Regions from separate parts of the Mus musculus genome. Here region 2 is linked to region 1. The links are chromatin contacts, called in public HiChIP or PLAC-seq maps. All regions are on one chromosome and are shown on one strand. Each heading gives the region's core, a stretch centred on a gene start, on an enhancer-like site or on the middle of the called end of the contact. The rest is flanking DNA. Distances are from core to core; before and after follow the strand shown. Region 1 has its middle 89 kb from the start of C330011F03Rik. Region 2 overlaps Satb1 (special AT-rich sequence binding protein 1).

Region 1 (5,908 bases), core at 861-3,360:
CCTATTTTACTCTGGAGAAAATATGTGCATTTTGTAACTGCTTTTGCAATTTGAAGGCTCTGAAAGTTTTTCAGTAATGACTCTGGCGCATACTGGAGGTTTTGACTTTTGAGTATTATAAAATTACATTTCCCATCTGATGCCAGAGAGGCAACGTTGCTTCTGTCACAGCCAGAATCCAAGCGAAATGGCTGCTGGCAGTTCCAGAGAGTCAGGAAGAGTTCATGTGGCACACGGGTGATGCTCCGCACACAAAGACGCTGTGCTGTTCTTCCGGGTGGCTTTGTGTGGTGCTCAGCTGGCACTGGGGAAGATGCCCAGGAGACAAGATTCCACCCCACACATCGTCACCATGGAGGGGGCTTGCATGTTGAAAGAAAACATCTTTTTCTTTCTTTCTTTCTTTCTTTCTTTCTTTCTTTCTTTCTTTCTTTCTTTCTTTCTTTCTTTCTTTCTTTCTTTCTCTCTCTCTCTCTCTTTTCTTTTCTTTTCTTTTCTTTTCTTTTCTTTCTTCTCTTCTCTTCTCTTCTCTTCTCTTTCTTTTCTTTTCTTTTCTTTCTTTCTAATTCTTTTATTAAAGCCCTCTAGAATGATTCAATTCCTTGGTGACAAATGGCCACTCTTCTGGGCAGCAAAACCCTAAACCAACCCTTCTGCTTGTACTTGCATGGGAGAATGTCCCATGAGATGCCTTGTCTTAAATCACTGTTGGCAGCTGAGGACTGACCACTGATGCTAGGTACCCACCTCACATAAAGCCTGCACTCCAAGTGTGAGACTCTGGATGGTTTTTGCCCTTAGTCACCTGTTGGAAAAGTCAGGCTACCAAAGCTGAGATCTGGGGGTGATTTTTCTTTGGGGCCCAGGAAGGTTAATCTAACAGCTGTTTAATCACCCTATTTGTGTATGAGAACATGTAGGTGTGTGTCCGCACACTTTGTATGGGTGAGAGCCGGGACGGTAAAGAAAAACCAAGTAGTGATCACATTTTACCTCCTGCTGTCCAAATCTAATCTTGGGAATTACTATGTAATGATGCTAGGCGGCAGAGGTTTTGGTAGTGGCAGAATTCTCTTTATTTACCCTGTCCAATATGGTGGCCACCTAGCTGCATATGACTGTTACGTTACTCAATTATGACTACCATGATGGAAAGTGTAATCCTTAATTTTATTTAATTTTAATAGATTAAAATTAAAATTTAAATAGCCACTGGTGACTAATGGCCACTCTTCCAGGCAGCAAAGCCCTTAACCAACCCTTCTGCTTGTATTTGCAGGGGAGAATTTCCCACTCTGAGATGCCGTGTCTTAAATCACTGTCATCCTTTTGATAGGCAAATCTAATTGTCAGCTTGCAAGAAAGAAGCCTTATTAGTTTGTATAAATAAAGATGTGCTCCGTTACTGCTTGCAAGATAGCTTTGTTTCTCTGTTAAGTTGATGCCCTTCTATGGTATGTGAGTCACACAAGCATTAAAGCAGTCTCCTAATGGGTGGTCCGTATATCTTATGAGTCCCTGGAATTTCTGCCTAGGTGGTACCTGCCAAACCCTCCATTTTTATCCCCTTAGAGTTTTTTTCTTTTTCTTTTTTTGTTCTTTTTCCATTCACTCCAAAATATCATTACCATTGCAAACAAGGAAAATGTGTTTATCAACTGCAAACTCCTTTAGGGCCTCATAGGATTAATCACGGTTATAAAGTTTTATTAAACACAATTTTTGTTTAATGACAAGCTCCACCAGTCCTTCCCATTCCAAACCAATCCTGTCCTAAGGGTGAATTGCGCTTAGCAGATTGCTTCCAACAGACTCTTCAACACAATCCCTATTACTTTGTCATGCACAGAGATATTTTTCTTCCTGGATAATTTGAACTTCCTTAAAAATCACATCTGTTTCATACTTTATTTATTTGTAATTTAAATCCTTAAATTGAATCTTTCATTACTAACATCTGGGCTTGAAATGTAGCCCACTTGAAAAAAAAATACAAATTTTATTTTATCTGTAGTTACCCCCCTTCACTCGGTAGCACTGGTACAAACACTCTCTGGCCAGAGGCAAAACAGCCGGGTATCTTAAAGCTCTGATGCTATACCACGTGTGATGTGGCTCACTTGATTGTCCCTGAAGTGACTGGCAATTTGCCCAGAATTAGACTGAATGCACGTAATAAGCTGTAGAATTTCTACAATATTGACAATTAGATATCTCTATACAGCAGCAGCTGTGTATTGTTCTCATGGTATGGTCTCCTCAAAGCACCTCCTAAAAAGAAAAGGGAGGGAAAAAAAAGCCTGGCAGAAGGTTGCAGGCAGTAGAAAGGTGATATATATTGTAAGAAATATCTCAAATTCATATTGATGGGGATGTTTCTATTAGTTCAGTTTCTGCAACGGAAATCACATCTGAAACAATGCTTTGGGATAGGAGTTTGTAACGCCACCTCTGTACCGGGTAATTGCTGTATTTTTTAGCATGTTTCAGAGGAGGATACCTTTTCTCATTTCCATTCACTGTGAGAGGCTGGAGCTCATGTCATCGGAGCTTCTGCGGCATTCCAAACCGCAGGGAGCAAGTAGTTGGAACAGCCTGGATATGGGGACTGGCTTTTGCCTTCTGAAATGTCTCTGGTCATTCAGAATAACGCTCACTATCCCCTGGGTAGGAATTAGCCCTGAGAAATCACCTTGTTTGTGGCTAGTTTTGATGAAAAAGATCTGGGCTCCTAATTAACCCATATTTGCTCTCTTAATACACAGGCAGCCAGGGGAATGGACATGGACACATCTCTTTATACCACACCAGTTTTTATAATGTTTATCCCCGGACCATTTGCTCCATGACTGTAGAAAAGAGAAGGAAGGAATTAAAGTGAGAGCCCCTCAATATCTCCAAGCTACTGTCCACAGCCCTAGGATTTGAATGCCGTTCTATACCTCATGTTTGAAGTATGGACGGCTATTCTTTGATATTCTGCCCAGCGGATCTGAGGACGGCTGTTCTCTAGAGCCAAATTCAGGAAACTTTGTGCTTGGTCTCCTTGAAATAGAAATGACTGTTTTGAAGAAAGCTGCTTTTTTTTTTTTCTTTAAGAAAAAAATATCAATAAAACATAGGGGATGGTAAGATGTCTTGTTTTCTATTGCAAATCTTAATTTAGCAAGTTAATTGCCAACAGTATGTAACTAGATTGCTGCTGATGTTTAGACTGGCTAACTGAGCCACAAGACATTGTGGGGTTCTTTAAAGCTTAGTCTGGTGTTTCGGTAGCAAGACAGAATAGTTTTTTTCCCTCCTGATCTCAAATTACATTGTATCTCTTTTTCTGGAAAACTCCGGGTTAATAATGTGTTTACTTTTGGCCCAACACCTACATTTTCTTCTCATTCCTGTAAATGAGGCAAGGAGGGATACTTTTGGTCAGCAAGGAGCTTACTTGAAACTTGGAGAACCGCCCCTCTTGCAATCTAATGTAAAGACTCCCTCTGCCCACTCCACCCTCACTTTTCTTTCCCCTTCTCTTCCTTCCCTTTTTGAACTTACTTATATTTATACTTTAATTACTATACTTCTCAGGGACCAGTCTTTAATGATTTCTTGTTAGCGATGGCTTTTTTGTTTTGAAATGCGGAATCAGATGGAGTTGGGGCCCCCTCTAGGAATCAGGAATTCCGATTTGGGTTCTGCCCCTAACTGGAAGCATGACTAGACTTGTTTTGCGTTGTTGGGCATGATTTTTGTGAGGACGGTAGGGGTCCGTGGAAGGTGCTATGGGTCCTGAAGCCAGGGTGATAAGGATGGTTTCTCCCCTCAGGTGGGAGAATCATTCTTTGTTGGTGTCCATTTCACTGGCTCCCTCCTCTACTTGTCTGTAGCTGAATCAGTGACCAAAAGGTCAAACCAGAATATGAATCCGTGCAAAGTAAGACAGGGCTGAGATGGCACGAAACGGTATCACCAGAAATATAACGCCAGCTCCCTTCGGTGCCTGATGTACTCTAATAAAGGAGGTTAAAGAGCCGGTACATTAATTGCCTCCTGTCCTAAGTCCCTTTTATAACCTGTGTTATCAGCATAAGTACAAGTGTGGTGTGGTAAGGGATATCATTATGAAACAGATTTCCTGGGAGAGGAATTAGCTGGCTCTGGTGGGCATCCCCACTGTAATGAACATACTTCCGTGTTTATGAATACAGTTATGGATGCTCTCTGAGCAGTCCTCCTCAGGGAGAACGCCTTCATTGGCTATCTCATATCTAGTGGGGCATTTTTTCCTGCCTGGTTCTTGGAGGGTTAATTTGCAGTTTACTATTGAATAACATAAAATGAGCAGTAAATAATGTAATGATATGTATTGTTAAGCTACATATACTATACCAGGTGTGAGCACACCCACTCCTCAATAAGATATCAACCAGGGCAGTCTACAAACACAGATGTATTTTAACAAAAAGAGAGAGAGAGAGATAAAGACAGGAAGAACAAGAAAAAAAATTAAAGCATATGTAAGATAATTTAACCAAGACAGAGATCCAGGTAGAACTTGGCCTAGTTTTTCCCTAAGAGTAGCCTCCCTGTGCAGGGTGCAATACAACAGCGTTTTGGCTGGTTTTTGGAACACACATGAGCCAAACACGTGGGAAACACCTTGACAGGCCTTTTGTATAACTACAAGGAAACTGATAATCCTAAATAAATTACACAGGGAATATGAATCCTTGAATACCAGTAATTATAATGGTTATTTTTCACTTTTTTTTTAGCACCTGCAAATGATGTGTATAAAACAAAGCTTCCAAAGGCACTAATTAACTTTTTATTTTTTCCATTTACTGACTTTAACCAGTTTGCATTAATTGGCAATTTATATCTATATATTTTTACCAAATATTTCCACTACTTTTGAGTGGTTGGAAATCACACATGATTGAATTGATTCTCACTGAGTTTGTTTTCAATTTTCCATCAGACACTCACTCCAAATTTCCCCAGCCTGCCATGCTCTATCTTGGGGGGTGTTGGATGCAGTAGAAATGTCTTGGTAGGTCTTCAGCGGGGAGGAGTCACCCTGACTCCTACGGCACAGTGACATGACTTCTAACTAATAGTGCCAGTCAGAATTCCTAACTGCTCCTACCAAATGTGCAGAGGCTCTGTTTGGAAGACCTCCAGGCTCAGCTTTCTGACAGATCTCTCTGGGCTATTCATGATACAAGATTAGTGGTCCTACCATGAAGACGATGCTTTTTTTCCTATGGAAGGCTCAGGGCAAGTCGGAACCCGATGAAGCAGGATTCCAAGGGCTTTAATCCTCTAAGTTGCAAGGCAAATTAGTCTGGATTGAAGGCTTGGTGATAATTTGGTTGGTGATAGAGTTTTGGGGGTAAGATTGTTTGAGCTAACCTTTGACCTGGGCAGGAGAAAACGGGCAGGGTTTGTTTCAGGATGTCTCAAGCAAGAGGAAGAAGCCCCGGTGCTCTCCAGCCCCACCCTCTACCCTACCTTTGCTCTCTCACTCCTGCCCGCTCCCCACTTTTATTTAGTTTTGAAGGAACAACCAACTTCTTATACCAATTACTCAGAAATCTGTGTAGTAGAGATGTGGCCCATCAAAAGGCCCAAATGTTCGGGGGGCGGGGGGATAGTTTACTGTCTGAAGAAGGGTGGAAAGGCTAAGGTAGGAAGGATCAGACCAACGTGGGTGTGCTTGGGCAGTTGCTCTCTCTTTAAAGAGCTTCCAGTTTCAGCAGCTTCCAGTAGAAGTGGAAGCTGAGTTGTTAGGTTCTGGCTGGTGATGAGAACCTCTTAGACCAGCGGCCCCCTCTCTCTCTAAGGCGCAGTGGGCCTAGGCCAGAATGAACGCTGCCTGAAAGTAAGACAAGGGCCTCTCAGAATGCAGAGG
Region 2 (6,297 bases), core at 512-3,011, 430 kb after region 1:
AGGATGCTCTAATTAAATGGAGTGGCAGGTGTGGTCAAGGGCCGACAAGGGGCAAATAGCAAAGAGCCGACTTCCCCTTTGTTTCCGACATCTCAGCTCAGTGAAGCTGGGATGATCTCACAAGAACTGGAAGACTCGCTCAACTCCTCAGACCTGGAGGTAGTTCCAGGCTCTTGCATCTCTGTCTGGGAGCTGCTCATCCTTCAGGCTCTTCTGTGGCTTAGTTTCTGCCAGGCCTGCCTTCCTTCCTTCCCACATCCAAGCAGCCAAAGCCACTGTGGCTAGCACTTCCTACACTGAGCATTTCTTCTAAACTGATCTCGCCACAAGGTTGAACACACCTATAGAGAGTTAGAAGGACCACAGAAAGGAAGAACTCCTTTGAGTCACTGGGGCATCCTTCTTCCCTTTGCCCTTCAGGGTCAAAGGCAACAGCATCACTGTCAAGTGAACTTTTAAATCCCAATTTCCTAGCTTTGAGAGCCTTTGTTCATTAATTAGCAAGAGATCCCTCTCCAGGTTTTTCAAAATCAACCCTGCAGATGTCTCCAAAGAGGCTGCTGGTCGTTCCTGCTTTGCTCCCTTGGTGTCTATTTATATGAGCACTTTGAAAGACTCGACTTGTGTGGCAAGTTTTCTAATCAGTTGGTGGCCAGTAGGTGTAAGAACATTAACATTCTGGGAGTCAATTAATCCAAGTGACTAAACTCCTGTGCTAGAAATTCCCGAGTTCAAACGCTGCCACAGGGCACACTAACCTAATCCCAGGCCTCTGATCCCGGTGTTGGGAGATACAATTTAAAAGTTGGCAGAAATTGGCCGTGGGTCTCCTAACCCCAGTGTGACACAATATTCTCCTCCTAGGAGCCAAGTTGTAAGCTTTTCTAAGATCCATAAAGCACATGTCTACTCCCTATGAGGAGCTTGGCTCTTTCTGAGTCTGCTAAAGTTCCGATCTGCGAGAATGCCGTCTTCCCAGAAACCCCAGCCCTCTAGAAGGGTACCATCTGCCACAGGCTGAGCCTCCTTTTCAGCCAAATACATTATTTATAACCTTTCTAATTGTGAAAAGGTAAGGGTGGAATTTTTCTAAAGCCTGACTTACATATTGTTGGAACATTCTAAACCTTTGCTCGAAAATCTGCAGGTCTCTCAATGTGGAAAACATTAAAAAAAAAAAAAAAAAAAAAGCAAGGAACTGGTTGAGGTTACGTAATTTCCCCAAATGCTGGCTTCTTCCAAGCCCCTGCTAGGAAATGACACAGGCAGTAGTGTATATGTATAATGCACTGGAAAAATGAAGGAAGGTGGATTTATGATTCTCTCTTGGTCACTTTAGTGGCCAACATGAATGGTTTGGGAGAAAGTGCAGCCTTACTCAAGAACAAGGTTGTCAACCCGGGAAGGGCCAGTGATCTGATTACTGTTCAAATTGCTTTGTTGTGCCTTTAACAACCCCCCTCAAAAAAAGAAGAAGAAGAAGAAGGAAAAAAAAAAAAAAAAAAAAAAACCACCCCAAAACAATGCTAATCAGGTTATTCAATCATTTAAACCAAAACTGTTCATGCTTTTCTGCCAAATCAACCAACCACAGCAAAATCTGTTATCTCTGATTGCTCAGCTTCCAGTCAAAAAAACCAGTTAACCCCCACTATTCCAAAAGTTTTCCAAAATCCGCAGAAGCAAGGCGAGCAGGGCAGGAGGAGGAGGAGGAGGAGGCCAGGCCCCTTTTAAAGGGGTAAGCGGCTGCTCAGCTCCGCATTTGCATACGACAATACACTCCTAGACGCCAGGCAGCCAGCAGCTCCCTGGTGTTTCTGAGCTCTCCATGTTGGCCTTCTGCTTCTGGGGCTTTTCAAACAGGGACTGAGCTGTCTGGGTCCTAACTTGCTTGGGACTTAGGTCTGGGCTAACTGAGGTGGAGGAGAGAGAGAGAGACAGCATCTACAAAATGGTGGCTCGCCCATGTTGAAAGCTTACAGGCTCCTTCAGCAGAGAGGGCAAGGGCTACCACATCTTATTTACACAATTATCTAAATACGATTAAACAGCTGATGGACAAATATTAAACTGGAAAATGTATAGTCATTTCAGCTTAATGTAATCCTCTTTCTGTAAACACCCAAGATGATTTTTTTTTTCCAACCAGAACAGTCCTGACATCTCATAAGCCTAAGGGTGAATAGCAAGAGATTGTTTTTGATAGTTATAAATATTCAAAAGACATGCGGACCATCTGCTTTCATAATACAGGTAAAGCAAGACTGAAATGGTGGCTGCTGTATAAAAATGATTCTTTTAACAAAGTCTTCCTCCCCTCGAAACTATAAAGACAGATGTCAAAAACTGTTTACACAGAGCAATCAGGAGCGTGTAAAATGTAATATTCCTTTTACACACAGTGCTTGCTAAAGAGGTTTTTTTTTTTTCTTTTTCTTCCCATCTGTGTGTTGCAACACATTTCTACAAGTTAAAAACATTTTTTTTTTCAAACAGAGATCTCATGAATACCCAAAAACATGCGATCTGGTTTCTGAATGCTAATTAATTTCAACTAAGGAATCAGAGTATTTTTTTCGTGTAGGAAGGAATATATGTTTTCAATTGGAAAACTCCAGAGAGATAACAAGGGGAATAATCTCACATAGGTTAGATTCTGTGAGGCCAATCTCATGGCTATATCTCACCTGCAGGGTATTTGTTCTGCTGGCTAATGTCTTTGTCATAAAGTTGAAAATAATTGTTTTCTGAAAGAAATACCTACACATGGAAGATATACAAAAGCAAAACCAAAAACATGACTCTTGACTCTCCTCTAGTATGAATGCTGTGGTAAACTCAAGAGTTATTTTCAGAGCTAGAACATGAATTTTGACATACTCTTTTTATTAATGGTAAGGAGGGAGTAAATATCTTTTAGTAATTTTTCAATAAAATGAATGTTTTTTCTGAACTGCTGAACTACCAGATCTTTGCTATTTTCTCCTTCCTTCCTTCCTTCCTTCCTTCCTTCCTTCCTTCCTTCCTTTTTTTTTTTTTTTTTGAGAAGCACAATTTATTTCCCAGGTTTGTGTCCTTACTCCTTAGACAAGACTTGACTACCCATAGATGAATTTTCTTAACAGTTCTTTATATGTCTGTGGAAAAATCAAAAGTCAAACTTGAACTTGCCATGAAACACAGCTGAACCCACCTTACGCAAACACTATTCTGATAGAGATCCTTTGTTAATGGGGTCTTGTTTGAATCCCAGAGGACATAAAAGACCACATATAGGATCTTTCCTTTTTTTAAAAGGCATATCCTATGAGACAGTGGCAGGGCCTGAATGTGTTAGAAATTAGCAGGTAGTCCCCATCTGGTATTTGGGGGTGGGAAAAGGGGAACTGTGCTTCCATTTATGAGAGTAAGTGACAGGGTCACTAAATGTCATGCCCTCTAATGTCCTTGTTAGCTGATGTCCCCCACATTTTTCACTATGCAGCTTCTATTACATTTTAAGTTATTCTCTTGAGAGATACACCTTTGAAATCTCAATTTGTTAGGAAAAGAGAGATTATTGGTAAATCTCAAACTCCAGTGGTCAGAGGGAGGGAGGGCTCTTGCCATTCCTGAGCAATCCTGATGCTTGGAAATGGCATTTGCACCCAAAGCAGTCAGCACACACCAGCCAAAATGAACATACTATATAAAGTTCATACTATATAAAGTTCCGAAGGAATCCTGAAGGAAGTGGAAGGCAACACAACCACCGCAGCTCTCATCTCACCCAAATGTATCTTCAAAAGGTTGAAGACATCATCATTTTGCCAAGTGTAGACATCTTAAATATCTAATAGCACAAGTCATAGCTTCTATAGAAAACGTTGGTGCAGTTTCTATGCTTCTTCCATGCAGTTAAAGTAATTTTACACAAACACCAGATAATATCATTTGACCAAATTCTCCACCCTGTCCTCCTTTCTTCTACAATCAAACCTTCAAACCACTTAAATATGCAGAGCTGAAACAGTAAAGCATTTGTTACAAAAGATCTATCACTAGTAGTATTAGTAAAGGTATATGATATTTCAAAGCAAGTGGGCATAACACAGAGAAACCTGAATCCCCACTGTGTCTTCCGACAGGGGCAAGAGTCTGTGAGAGGATTGTCTTTCCAAAGACCCTAGGGAAGAATCAATTGTGCTATATACACAGCACTCCTCAAGCACACCCTGTACACATGTCTCCAACTAGAGCTGTGTTTGCAGGAAGCTTAAAGTCTCTTAGCATCTTGCTTGTGATATAATTATTAAAAATGTAAATGTTATTGGGTTAAACATTACAGTAATCTAAGTAGACTTCATAGGAGCACTTTCTTTAGATATGCCTGAGTTTGAGTAAATCTGATTAGATCTGATTTGGCTAAATCTGAGACATTTACACACGGGGGGGGGGGGGGGGGGAAGGGATGCTTGTTTATTCCTTCTCTAATGCCCTTGTGTGGATGGATGAATGGCCCATCTTTACAGAAGAAATAATTTCTAGTATCTGAACTTAGAAGGGAATAAATACCAGACTCACTATTTCCTTAGCTCTTGTACAGAGCACTTTCAAAATGCTTTATAGTGCAAAGTAGAAACAAGAACTCCAGGACTTTGAATAATTCACTTTCCAAGCACAAATACTTGTGCTAGACTCTGAAGCTATCCACAAGAATCTCAACTCTCTTTGAATTGTTTCTTTATATGAGCAGTTCGAATTGAGGTCATATTGAGTGTGTGTGTGTGTGTGTGTGTGTGTATGTGTGTGTGTGTGTGTTTGGGGAGGGGGGGGTTGGTATTCCCAATGTATACCAAGTGTGGGGCCACAGGACCTCAGTAAGCCTTTGAGAAGCTTGTCCTCCCCGTTCACCAGCAGAGTGGATCATGACTTTGAGTGTGCACAGGCTCTCAGATGTCTACTATGAGATCTAGACATCATATTCTCCTAGGATTATTGCCTCACAGAGCAAGCTGGCCCTTGATGTCAGGGATTTAGTTAACACTGTTAGCTCTCACTCAACAATCCCCATGGCTACTAACATAGATATAGACCAGTATGACCTCTGCATTCAACACAAAGGAAAATAATTGCACTGATCTGGCTTCCTCCATCGATGTTAGAACGGTTCAGGGAAAATGCTTCAGGTCATCACCTCTGTAAGGAAACGGCGCTCCCTCATTGGGATGCACGGCCTGGCACAAAATAAAGAGCGCCACCCACATTGGAGCCATAGGTGCTCACCACAGACGGCTGACCACTCAAGTCTCCCGGGCTCCACAGAATGGCTGAACAGTTACCTACGTTTGCAGTTCTCTCTGAATGCGGGGGATGCCGGACCTTTACACAGCCAGATTTTTGATCCTACGTTTAGAGGCCTAAAGGAAGTCTGCCATGCCAGAGCCCGGCTTTTGAGCAGCCAAGGAGGAGACATGAGCCAACATGGGGTGAGGCCTTCAGGTTGGCAGGGCCAGCACCTGTCTGTCACCCACTGAGCTGTTACTAAAACCTGACAGACCCCCTTTAATCTCTTCCTTAAATTTGAGAAGAGAATGGACAAACTGAAGTATTAGTTTAAGACCCCTCTAAAAAAGGTAAGTGTGTGTAATAATAATGCTACAAATACGTCAACGAAGTTCACACTTAACTGTGACAGAGGATTTGCTCATTTTTAGCATTTTTATACTGCTGGGCCACTGTACTCCCAAGACTATTGTTCTGCTTAAAAACAACTAAGTTCTGCAACCTATCGAGAACATTATATATACACAAAAACACAAGATAACCTGGGGTCACAGTAAGTTTTCCTAAGCAGAAACTCAGAAGTCATTTGTCCTTAGTTAGGTAAACATCACATGCACGCTAACTAAATACAATCTGGAAACAGTTTGCAAAGTGGGATATTGTAGGTGACAATGTCTACAAAGCTCTATCAATAACACTGCTAAGATCACCCATGAAATCAGTGTGGAGCAATCATATGATACCTTCTCAGTTTAGCAAAAATTCCTGAATTCTTGCTGTGTGCTAATTGTTGGAACAAGTAAAACTTAGCCCTAGGGCTTGTACTTGCTCAGCAGGTAAGGGCACTTGCTGATGACCTGAGTCCAACCCCAGACCCATGGGTAGGAAATGAGAACCAACTTCAGAACACTGTTTTCTGACCTCCTAACACGGTCAATTACAATAGTCTTCTTCCTTTATAGGACTTTTCAGAACAACATAGTGTTGGGTGCATGAAGGGTAGAGAGCTGGGGTGCTGGAGAAAGGGGTGAA

Evidence for each region. HiChIP or PLAC-seq counts read pairs in DNA pulled down with a chosen protein or histone mark.
Region 2: an H3K4me3 HiChIP or PLAC-seq map of embryonic basal ganglia shows a contact between it and region 1, with 4 times the contacts expected there. The contact joins two enhancer-like sites. A contact is called at or near these places in 1 of 115 datasets of contacts at active chromatin or transcription factors (embryonic basal ganglia) and 1 of 9 other capture datasets (embryonic stem cells).

Annotation. Positions count from the first base shown.
Region 1 is chr17:51,356,406-51,362,313 of GRCm38.p6, forward strand. No RefSeq gene overlaps it. Among named protein-coding and RNA genes, the nearest start is that of C330011F03Rik, 89 kb to the right of the region's middle. Within about 2 kb of position 2,111, at least 9 of the 459 cell types and tissues checked have an H3K27ac peak or open chromatin away from gene starts, as enhancers often do. A contact at or near this core is called in embryonic basal ganglia, where this site is marked.
Region 2 is chr17:51,789,035-51,795,331 of GRCm38.p6, forward strand. All of the region lies in intron 5 of Satb1 (special AT-rich sequence binding protein 1), which reads right to left. Among named protein-coding and RNA genes, the nearest start is that of Satb1, 40 kb to the right of the region's middle. Within about 2 kb of position 1,762, at least 54 of the 459 cell types and tissues checked have an H3K27ac peak or open chromatin away from gene starts, as enhancers often do. A contact at or near this core is called in embryonic basal ganglia, where this site is marked.